Linked DNA regions of Neogale vison: region 2 is linked to region 1. The links are chromatin contacts, called in public Hi-C maps. All regions are on one chromosome and are shown on one strand. The core of a region is the stretch at or near the end of the contact, and the rest is flanking DNA. Distances in the headings are between cores, read along the strand shown. Region 1 holds the start of FRS3 (fibroblast growth factor receptor substrate 3). Region 2 holds the start of CCND3 (G1/S-specific cyclin-D3).

Region 1 (5,384 bases), core at 1,005-3,504:
CGGGGGCTTCCATGTGTCTGCAATCAGACCACAGGACAACACGTGGCATTAGAAATACAAAAAAGTACTGGAAGAAAATTATTAAGAGACTCAAAATTTCTTGCAACATCTGTAACACATTTAACTAGGGCTAGTCAAAGGACTTTTGTCAAGTCTCTTTTCTGTATTTTGTGCATACATGGTAAAAATTATTGGTTCAGCCTCTAAAGCTCCGAGACACGCAGAGCAGTAGTTAAGTGCTTACCTATTTGGCTACACTCCAGGCTGAGGTGCCATTAGGTCAATGTCACTCAAATTCCTGGCCAGCCAAACGCCCGCAGCAAAAAGTCCCAAATTGAGGATCAAGTTCCTGGGGAAAGGACACTTCATTAACCCTGTGGTCACTGAACCACTTGTCTTTAATTAACGAAAGATACTGGGGGAAAAGACCATCACCTGGAAAAAACTATCAAAGGAAAAACACTATTCTAGAATCGCAGGACCGCAGGGCTTTACAACAGTGAGGTTGCCCAAGACCTACACGGTTACCTAAGAGCTCGTTTCTGTCTCTAATAAGAGCAGAATCAAATGCAAAGGCCAATTAAGCACTCGCCCAGGGCTTTAAAGTCTGTTTGTGTTGGCGCCTCTTTTTCCCCGAGTCCCCCAGGACAGGGTGAGATTCTCCAGACATAGTCCAGAAACTCAAAAAATCGGTTCTGCTGCATAGGAACTCTACCAGTCAAGGGCCTCTCCAAAGCGCAGCCAGAGCCACTAAGAGGCCAAGACGCTGGCAACGCAGAGGGGCCAGCCTGGGCGAAGACAGCAAGTAGAGGAGGTAAGCAGGGGGCTCGGAGGACCAGAAAGAGACAAGTTCCCGGGGTCTCGGTTACCTCCGGAAGTCGTTCCTGTCGGTGGCGAAGCGGTAGACGCCCCGGAGCCAATCTCCCACGTTGTCCGGGATTTCGGGTGCTTCATTTGTCGCGCCAGCAGCGCTCACGCCAACCCCACTGGAAGCCATAGCGGCACGCTGGAGCTCCGCAAGGCCTCTCCCGACGCACCGTGTGGGCGCCGGGGGCGCACGCAACTTCCGGCCTTGCACTTCCGCCGACGACTGGCGGCAGGGGGCGCCACTGCTCCAGCTGGGTTTGGCTCCTGGGGGAGAGGGACAGCCCCTAGGGGAGAGGGACAACTCCCGGGCTGCGCCTCCACGACCTCAGCGAGAAGGGGAGCGCGATCCCGCACTACTGTCGCCGGATGGCGTCCCACCTCCGGCTCCCTCTAGGCCTTGGGCTGGACAACCTGGGCACCGCCACACGTGGTCTCTGAGTGATCACTTCATTGGCTCAGAAAGATGCTGAGGATGGGACTGTGCCGGGGAGGGGGGGGCGGAGGGGTGGGCATAGGGGTTAGTTCCGCAGGGGATGTGAAGCTTTGGGAGGTGGGGTTCCCCAAGAACGTCTCCGTCAGAAGTCATAGATTGCGCAGGCTTAAGAGCGAGCACTCCAAGTTTGTGATCCGGCCGCCTCTCCCAGGCGTGCCCCAGATTTCGTTCAGTCTAGGATTTCTATAGGAGAAAAATCTCGCTCTCCCACCTAACATCATATCCCCTCCCCCTTCTCCGGGCTGCGCCACTAGCAGATGATGCAGTGCTTCCTGGAGTTGTCGCTGTCCCCAGCCTGGAGGCTTCCGGGGGTCTTCCAGGGACCGGGAAGGCGCTGGCCTAAGAAAAAGCCTTCTGGTTCCGAGTCAGAAGAAGAGGAGCAGGTGGGACAGGGGGCGTCCTGCTTGGCATCGAGGGGCGTCTCCAGGCGGCCCCGCTCCCGCCCTTTGGGTGCCTCCGCCTCGTCCCCAGCTCGACCCTCCTGTTCCGGACTGGATCGAAGCAGCCCCCTCTGGGTTGCCGGACTGGAGCGGGAGGCAGCGGCGGGGAGGGCTGCCCGGGAGATGGTAGCGGCGTCCAGCGGGGCGCAGTCTCCCTCTTCAACTCTACCGAGTCTCGCCTCCCCTGTTCCGGGCCGGGTCCGTAATGCCCATCTCAGAGCCGGGAGTCTCCCTATCCCGGATCCGAGCGGGGCGGGCCCCAGAAGCCCGTTCCAGCTGGGGTCCGGCCTCCCGCCCCGCCCCCGAGCCGTTGCGCGCCGCCGCCGCGGCTGCGACACCTCTCCCGGGCTCCTCCGCCCCTCCCCGCCGCCGCCCACCAGAGGGCGGCCGCGTCCCCAGTCCGGGAGCTAGTCCCGCGCCGCATCCCCAACGGTGGCGAGGGATGGGTTCGGGAGGCCCTTGGAGCGCTCCGACCAGGGACGCGCGGTGAGAGCTGCGGGCCCCAAGGCTCGGGTCTGGGGGGTGCGGTGGGGGGACGGGACGGCGTGGGACCGGGGCGAGGGTCCCAGCCCGGGAGAATCCCCTCCTCAGCCCAGCCCAAGCCGCTGCCCCATTCCCCTTTGATCTGCACCTTCTCCCTTACCTAGCAAGGCCCTCCCTTCCCGTGCAAGGGCCTGGCTCCAGCCGGCATCCGAATAGCGATTCTCAAAGCAGCTGGGGCAGCAAGGGCCGCCCCCCGGCAAAGCATAACGTCCCCCGCCCAAGGGCCCAGCGCAGTCCTGGCAGCAGAAGTGGTTTTCGTGCCAGCGCCGTCCCTCTGCCTCAGTGCAGCGCTGGGAGAAGATCAGCTGGGAGAGGCAGGGAGAACAGCTCATTCATTCATTCATTCACTCATTCATTCACCCAATAACCACGCCTTACACCCAGTTAACGCTAAAGCACGTCTACAGACATCCCATTTGATCTACTCAACCACTCTCGGCTGCAGGGAGGGCTGATTGGCCTAGCTAGGATCCCGCTAGCAGGTGGCATAGCCTGAAAAAGTGCGACCCCAGTTGCCTGGACTCCCAACCCAGGGTTCCACCGGCCTCTTATGCTGACATTATGGCAGGTCCTCTCCTGATAGGGCACAGCACTGGGCACCCGGCAAACTGAGACCAACCAATATCTGCCCAACAGTCCCTGCTCCAGAGAAATTCTCTCAGTCCAAGAAAAGCTGGGGGACTCTGCTTGCAGTGGGGGAGGGCACAAGGCAACAGGTCCCCATCCCCAGAGCAACAGGGAACAAAAGGTCCCAGGCTGGTTATGAGTTCTTCACTCCACGGTACTGGCAGAGTTGTCCCCTTATATCCTGCCACGTTGGACCCTGGGCAGCCCCCTCCAAGCAACCCTTTTACGGCTGTACCTGGTCACAAGCCGGGCAGCGCGGTCGCAGCAGCTCTGCGTGATGACGGCCACAGTAGAGATGCCCGTCATGGTAGAAGTAGATGAGGTTTATCAGGGCCTGGCCACAGGCCTGGCAGGCAAAGCAAGCCAGGTGCCAGCTGCGCCGCTCTCCTGCCGGGGCTGCGAACACTCCATACTCCCCGGGCCTCAGCCGCTCCCTGCACTGCCAGTCGGGGTGTGCTGGGCTGGGCAGAGGCCCCAGCATGCTCCTGGCTTCCCTCCGGGCTCTTCCATCCCAACCCCAATCCAACTGTTCTCCCTAGACCCCTGGCAGCCCACCTCCACTGCAGGCCCACCAAGAACCCCTAAACTTGGCTTCTCTTTTTCAAGTGTGCCAAACTGTCAGTCCCCAACCCCTTTACCCCACCTGAGTCCCTGGAGCTCACCCCTTCTGCTGAAGTGTGAAGGCAAAGGGGAATGGAGCAGGGGGAACACCACATACCTTCTCACAGGTGTGTTCTGCCAGCTTGGGAGATACCCTGCAGGCCACCCCCTGTCCCAGGGCCTCCCGCCTCCGCTGGTTACAGAAGAGCCTCAGCTCGGCCAGCTCATCCTCCCCAAGGGCCAGGCAGTAGCGCTCCTGCAGAAACAGGCCACCACTGAGACTGGGAAAGCCCCAGCAGGCGAGACTGGAGTTTGATTGGGGAGAGGAGGCTTAGCTGCTAGGTCAAAGGAAGGTTTTAGAAGTTCCAGGAGATAACACAGAAGGGCACTGACAAGGAGAGGGAAAGAGGGAAGAGATATGGAGGAAGTCTACCCCAGTCTCACCTCCCCCAAGGAATGGCCACCACTCGGGTCCTGACAGCCCACAGCACTGAGCCCTGTCACCACAGATTTAGAGCTTTACCTGCCATGAGCTGGCACTCACTATCACTTTCCATTGTTTTTCTAATTTATTCCATGTTCTCCTGTCTTGCCCCCTGCCCCCCAGCTCCCCAAACTGAAGTGTAAGGCTTTAGTCTGGGCACACATAGAGTCTCAATAAATACTTAACCATACTCTCTACATTTGTACATTCCATTATCGGTTTCAAAAGTGGTTCATGTCCATTTTCTCATTTGCTCTTCAGCTAAGCATTGTGGGCAGAGCAGATGCTATTGCCCCCATTGTGTAGACTTGAAAACTCAGGCTGGTGATGGGGGATGACTTCCCCAATTAGTGGCATAGCCAGCCCAGGCCCTAGATCCATGTCCTCTGGCTTCTGGACCCACAGTAAATAGAGAGAGGGAGGCGACAGATTGGAACCTGGAGAGAGGGGGACCCACATCACTGTCCTGCGGAGGCAGCTGCTGCAGGAGGATCCGAAGCTCAGGCCAGTTGGGGGCCCTGTGGGTGTCCAAGCCAGGGAGCCCCAAGCTCAGAACTTCAGGACTCTGAGGAGATGCAGGAAAGGGGTGGTTAGGTTTGCCTTGCTCTTCTTTCCTCCCACCTCACTGCCACCTCTTCTCCAATCTGGAATGACTTCCAAGCACCCCCTCTTTCCAGATTGAGACAAGGACAGCTGACCCACGCCTGCATCTGTGGTCTGATTGAGGCAGGTTGGGGAGGTCCCATTCCCCAAAATGGTATCCTTTCTTTTGCTTTAAATGAGCTCCCTTTACTCCACTGGGGCCAAAGCCTAGAGTGTGCTTTGACAACACAGACGCCCCCCCTGCCCCATGCCAGGAGAGGTAATGTGTCTTCACGTGAATAAGTTTAAAGTTAAACCCCCACATCCCATCTGGAGGGGGCTGTAGAGACAGGGATTCCTGCAAAGAGAAAAGGGCCATGGGAGGCTGGGCACAAAAGCTACCTACCTTCCAGACAGTGGAAGTGGGAGGAGGCTGTAGGATAGAGGGCATGTTGGTCTCAGAGGGAAGGAAAGGGCTCCCAGTACCTGAGCAGAAGTCCCCTCAGGGTACTTCTCCAGCAAGTGGCTTGGGCCACTGTCTGAGTTGGCTGGTGGACCTGGCTCCTGAGGGCTGAGGCTCTCCCCTTGGTGGGGCCAGTCAGAGTTCAGAACTGACATCGGTGACAAAGTCTGCCCAGAAGACAAGAACATCTTCCATTTATTGGCCCCTTACAATGTGCCAGGCAGTGCCAAGTGCTCTGCAGGAATTATCTCCTCCCATCCTCCCAGCAACCAGATGACATGGGTG
Region 2 (5,384 bases), core at 1,004-3,503, 220 kb before region 1:
GGCGCCTGGGTGGCTCAGTGGGTTAAGCCTCTGCCTTTAGCTCAGGTCATGATCTCAGGGTCCTGGGACCGAGTCCCACTTTGGGCTCTCTGCTCAGCAGGGAGCCTGCTTCTCCCCACCCCCGCCCCGCCTGCCTCTCTGCCTACTTATGCTCTCTCTCTCTCTCTCTGTGTCCAATAAATAAAATCTGTAAATAAATAAATAAATGTGCGAACATCAGCTGCAGAGAGTCATCTCACCTCAGACCACGTCCTTCCTGGGGCAGCCCACATCGAGTGCCTGATGGAGAACTGAGTACAAAGGCAGGGCCTTTTCAGCCTGATGAGGCGTACTCTGAAAGGCAACGACTGCTCCAGAGCTCCCCACTGGGTTAGCTAATTCTTTATTTGGCCTGCATTGCAGTTAACTTCTCCCTCTGCCTAAACCTTTTTCTCACTTTCATTTGTAAGTGTTGATCCCTCATGAGACAACTTAAGTAACCCCATCTCTCATCCCATCCTACCTTCCACCACCCACCCCAATAAAACCCAAGCAAGGAAATATAATGCACAAGCAGAAAAGCCTATGTGAGACCATTCCAGGCTCCTATACCTCAACCCATTTCAAGTTGTTTTCCATTCTGTGAACTTTATTTGCCCTCCCTCTTTGTATCGCATATGATACTATTTGATTATCCGATGTATAGCATCTATTCATGGGAATTCATTGTGACTCTGCAACAAAACTCTACTTTGAGTACAGAGAACAAGCAGCAACAACAGCACCTACAAATCCTCAGGAGATTACAATGTTCCTAACATCAAATGCTTTACATACACACCTCACTTAACCTCACAACTCCGTGAAATACAAATTATTATCCTACTTCACAAATAAGGAAATTGAAGTTCAGGAGATTTAGTGACTTTCTCAAGCTGGGAAGTGGCAGAGCGATGACTTACACCCATATCCCACTGATTCCAAAGCCTGTAAGTCACTTAACTACATTCTTCTTTTTCCTAGATCCTCGCTAACACTATCAGATTGCAGAACACCGAACAGATTTTGGTTGACTCCAAGAAGGCAGTCTGTTGTTTCCTGGTACTTACAGCTCTGCAGCATCTCTGTCAATGTTTCCACGGATGCTTTCTCAGCACTCTCGAACCCTGCCTCTGTCAACAAGGAGCTCACAACCACCTGAAGGGTTCGCCTCCGGGCCAGATGGTAGTTGTCAGCAGGGTTAGTGGATTGTTTACTTCCTGATCTCTGCCAATCAGCACCCCATTAAAAAAAAAACAACAACAAAACGATTTTCGCCCGTAAGACAAGGTTGCAATCAAATAATTCCCATATCATCAATGGCAAGCAAAGGTTCTTTCGCTAAATATTTATCAGTGCTTACTAAAATAAAATTTAAAAATGCCCCTGGTGTTTAGACTTACAAACCCTGGCCAGCAGAGTAATAATAATCGAGTACCCAAGGTGCTCTAAATACCAAGGAGCTACCTAAAACTTAAAATTCCAAAAACACAAAATGTCTACTTTTTACTTTCTATTTTAGCAGATTATCAAAATATATAGCTGAAAAAACATGCATGATGGGATTGAATTCATGCCTTCTCCCAGAAAACAATGCTCTCTCTCTTGTTCCTCCCATCTCCACACCACTTCACTAACAGGAAAAATTAAACACCACCACACGACGCTGAGGAGAGAAAGGCAAAGGACAGCCGCTCAGGAAAGTAGGAAAGCTAAATATTTTGAAACCGGAATCCCCCCAACTTCGGCTGGCCAATAAGAAGGCGAAGCCAGCCTCTTCGGACCAATCAGGAGGTGTTCCGGGTTCCCAACCCCCAACAGGGAAGGAGCCAATCACTACACAGGTCCACCAACTCCGGAGGCCGTAGCCAAGTCCCCAGGAGGGGGGCTTGTAAGGCCTGAAAGACGCTCCTCCACTTGGAGCTCATTGTGGGGCTGGATTTCTGGCTATGGGATTGTTGCCCACATTAGGGGGAAATTACAAAATGCCCAGACTCTCTCGCCTCGGCCCCGCGCCTCCCGCCCTTACCGTTCCGGAGCCACCGGCCCCGGCAGTGGCCGCCGTGTCGGCCATCTTGCTCTGGCGTAATGTGTGCGGGCGCAGAGCAGTATGGGACTTGTAGTCGCCGAACGGGGAGGGGCGGGGGCGGGGAGGAGGCGGGGCGGCGTGCACCCCTACAAGCTTTCCTAAGCCCAAGTGGGTGGGTGGTGTGTATGTCTCAGGATCCCGGCTCACGTGACCTTCAGTGCGTGGTAGGTTCTTGGGGCCCTAGTGAGCGTCGGAATTGGCTAGGAAGATGCGCCCGCAGCATCACACCTATTCCTAGATGAAATCGTTTCTCAGAGCACATCCTTGGAACGCTCCAAACTTGGTTGGTGTTAGCAGCACCTGGCTGTGTCCCGCCCGGTGCCAATGACTCACTCAGTGGGGAAGGGGCCTGGAAATTCGTACTGGGAAGCTCTCCAAGTGAGTCTCCTGACATGGAAATTTGGAGAAGTCTTATTTCGTGCTGACAACCCCGCAGCCCGCCAGTGGTCCGCTCGGAACTGGAGCCTACCGACCTGCTAGCCCAGGTCTTCCTCTGCCTTCTTGCCCTCAGGCCGCGGGTATTTGCGGGGCGAGGCTGGAGGTGTGGGCGTCAGGAAGCTGTCCCGTGCCCGCCTCACTCCCAGGGCGCGGCGTAGGCGCGGGGCTTGTGTTTTTAAGCGTCTCCGTCGCTCATCAACCACTCCGGGACGGGATTCTCCGTGCAGGCACCGGGGGCCGCACCGCTCCTCGTTCGGTTCCGTTTGCGGGTGCCTGGGAGGGTGCAGACGCTGGCTTTGAATCATAGCGCTCGCAGGCTGTGGGACTTCGGGTGCATTCCTTAACCACACTGTGCCTCAGTTTACTTGTGCGTGTTGGGGGGTATGAAACTGGGGTGGGACTGATAAAGAAGAAAATAAGCTAATACACACAAAGGGTCTGGCACAGTGCCAGACGCGTAGTAAGCGGTCAAGAAACAGCACCTGAAGTTGTTTATTTCCTGCGCGACGCGTGAATGACTGGCGAACGCGCAGAGGCCTGGCAACCCGCGCCGCACCCGCCCCGCAGGCGCACCTGAGCCTGGGGGCGTTCCCCGCCCCCTCACCGAGGGCACTAGGGTCGGGGGCTGCAGGGCGAGCCGCGGGCGGCCGGGGGAGGAGTCAGGCCCTTTAAACTTCAGTGGAGCCGAGCACCCAGCCCCTTTGTCTCCCCCGCCCCCTCTTCCCCACTTCCTGCCCAGCTTTAAACTCGGGATCCGCGGCGCGGCGCGGACTTTGTAAACACTCGGCGCCTGCGGGGGTGGAGACTCTTTCTGCTGGGTCGCCTGACGCAGCAGTGCACGCCCCTCCCCACGGCTGGAGGTGGCGACCCCCTACCTCCCCAAAGACAGAAGTCAGAGGCGACGGGAGAATGAGGCCACGATCCGTGCTCCGGGGGGCTCACCTACTATGGAGGTAGGCTTGATGGCTGAAGAAGCCTAGATAGATGCGGTGTCAGCCTCTCCCCCCTTCGCTGGGGCCTCCAAGTTCGGGCTGGACGCCTGGGGCGAGTAGAGTTGGGTCGGTTAAGTGGGTCCCCGCGTCGTCATCACCTCCCCGTTGTCCCCCAAAGCTCGGCTCCGTTGCTCTCTCGGTGAGCTGTTCGGCACCTAGTCGAAGAGCAGAGATGTACCCCCCCTCCCCGAAGCCCTGGGCCCTATCCCCACAGCCGCTCTCTAAGCTGACCTAGAAGCCCATTGGCCTCACTGGGCTTTCGTTCTTCATACCTCAGAGATAGGGATGGGAGGCTAGTAGGAAGGCAGAGCCAATGTGGGCAGGGAGCCTTCCAAATCTCCTGCCAGCGAGAGCAGAGGAAGGAAGGAGGTCAGAAGACAGGACTGGAAGGAAGGACCCCTCAGTGTTTGTCACTCTGGTGTCTGATGGGTATACTAGCCTCTTCTGGTTTTTTTAATGTATTGCCAAGAAGAGTAACTGAAGAACTTGGTTGCTGTTACTAAGGGAGCATAATGGTTTCATCTGCAAACATTGAGCACCTACTATCGGTCTGGAATTCGTGGGATGCTGAGGGTGCAATGATGTTATTCATCTATGTTTAGTGTGCATCATGGAACAGAGATAAAGTGCCAACTTGGGCTGGCTAGCAAGACTCCAGAGAGAAGGGGGCTTTGGAGTTGGATTCTGGGTGAGGGGAGAGTCACCAGGCTGAGAAGTGGTAGGAAGTCTTTGGGGGCCACCTGTTCATTCGGCAGAGTTGTACAGAACCCTGACTGGTGTTGGACCTTGGGGTATAATGAGGACCCAGAAGGCATTCCTGCTGTCTTTCACCTGCTGTCTAGGTATGAAGAAGAGGTGGGAATGAACAGGATAAATTCAGGGATAGGCAAGTGTCTGGGCTGGTCCCTAAAAATCCAGGAATCCCTAGCTGCGTGCAGCTGGGGGGAGTCTGCTTGAGAGTTATGTGACCATCCACACAATGTTGGGGTACCCATTCCTCATTCTTGGACCTTAGGACTGTTTCCACTGTTTCCTCTATGCCCCCAACCTCAGTTCTCTTGGGAACCAGACACGTACAGGTGAAGAGAACTAGGTCTCCCATTGTGTCCCTGCAGCTCTGTCGATTCCTAGGCTCCTTGGAGAGATGACTGATACAACATTTGATTAATTCATTCACCACTTGCTAGCTGTGACCATCCTCTGCACAGGCTAGATGTTGGGGACATAACGGTAAACGAATCAGAGCTTCTACTCTGCCTGGAACTTCCAGTCAAAAGCATCTCTGAGAATTCGAGCAGGATCCTAGTCCTTGAGACCATGACTGCCTTGGTCCTTAGTGCCTCTTTTTTGTTTCCTTCCCTCAAAGGTTCAGAACACCAGCTAATGCTTATTAGTGCTGTGGGGCACCCTTCTAAATGTTTGGAGTGTAATGTCCTCTTTTAATTTCCCTAAGTCCTATGAGGTCAGCACTAGAATTATCTCACTGTGTAGATGGGAAAGCCTAGGCACAGAGGAGGTGAGTCATTGTTCTAGAGTACACCAGAAATAAATGGCACAGCTGAGATTGAAAGCCAGGTCACTTGACCTGGGAGACCCTGTTCTTAACCCTAGGCTAGTTTGTCTCCCTGACTGACCACATAGAATGTCCACTTAAGCCAGGGACTTAGGAGTTTCTGAAAGGACCTGTATCTTGGGTGGTAGGCAGGAGAGAAACTTTGTAGCAGAGTGTGGATCCTGGTAACGGTTTACATGGAGCCCCAGTAGATCTGTAGTAGGCTTGTAGGGACAGCACTGAGCTGGTATCCTTTCCTTAAGGCCGTGTGTGTGTGTGTGTGTGTGTGTGTGTG

What was found. A called contact is a pair of places that touch in the nucleus more often than the background predicts.
Region 2: a Hi-C map of fibroblasts shows a contact between it and region 1, with 8 times the contacts expected there. The contact joins the promoter of CCND3 here to the promoter of FRS3 in region 1. A contact is called at or near these places in 2 of 3 Hi-C or Micro-C datasets (fibroblasts and muscle).

What each region holds. Positions count from the first base shown.
Region 1 is chr1:88,473,896-88,479,279 of ASM_NN_V1, reverse strand. FRS3 (fibroblast growth factor receptor substrate 3) reads left to right here and starts at 2,254. Exons shown (of 7, transcript XM_044250714.1): 1 at 2,254-2,286. It overlaps PRICKLE4 (prickle-like protein 4), which reads right to left. Exons shown (of 8, transcript XM_044250718.1): 3 at 5,123-5,266; 4 at 4,512-4,619; 5 at 3,689-3,826; 6 at 3,206-3,409; 7 at 2,444-2,648; 8 at 1,567-1,984. The coding sequence starts at 5,254. The coding sequence ends at 1,611. TOMM6 (mitochondrial import receptor subunit TOM6 homolog) reads right to left here and starts at 1,077. Exons shown (of 3, transcript XM_044250720.1): 1 at 870-1,077; 2 at 245-349; 3 at 1-17. The coding sequence starts at 997. The coding sequence ends at 253.
Region 2 is chr1:88,694,552-88,699,935 of ASM_NN_V1, reverse strand. CCND3 (G1/S-specific cyclin-D3) reads left to right here and starts at 2,253. Exons shown (of 5, transcript XM_044250730.1): 1 at 2,253-2,271. It overlaps TAF8 (transcription initiation factor TFIID subunit 8), which reads right to left and starts at 2,099. Exons shown (of 9, transcript XM_044250737.1): 1 at 2,048-2,099; 2 at 1,089-1,245. The coding sequence starts at 2,092.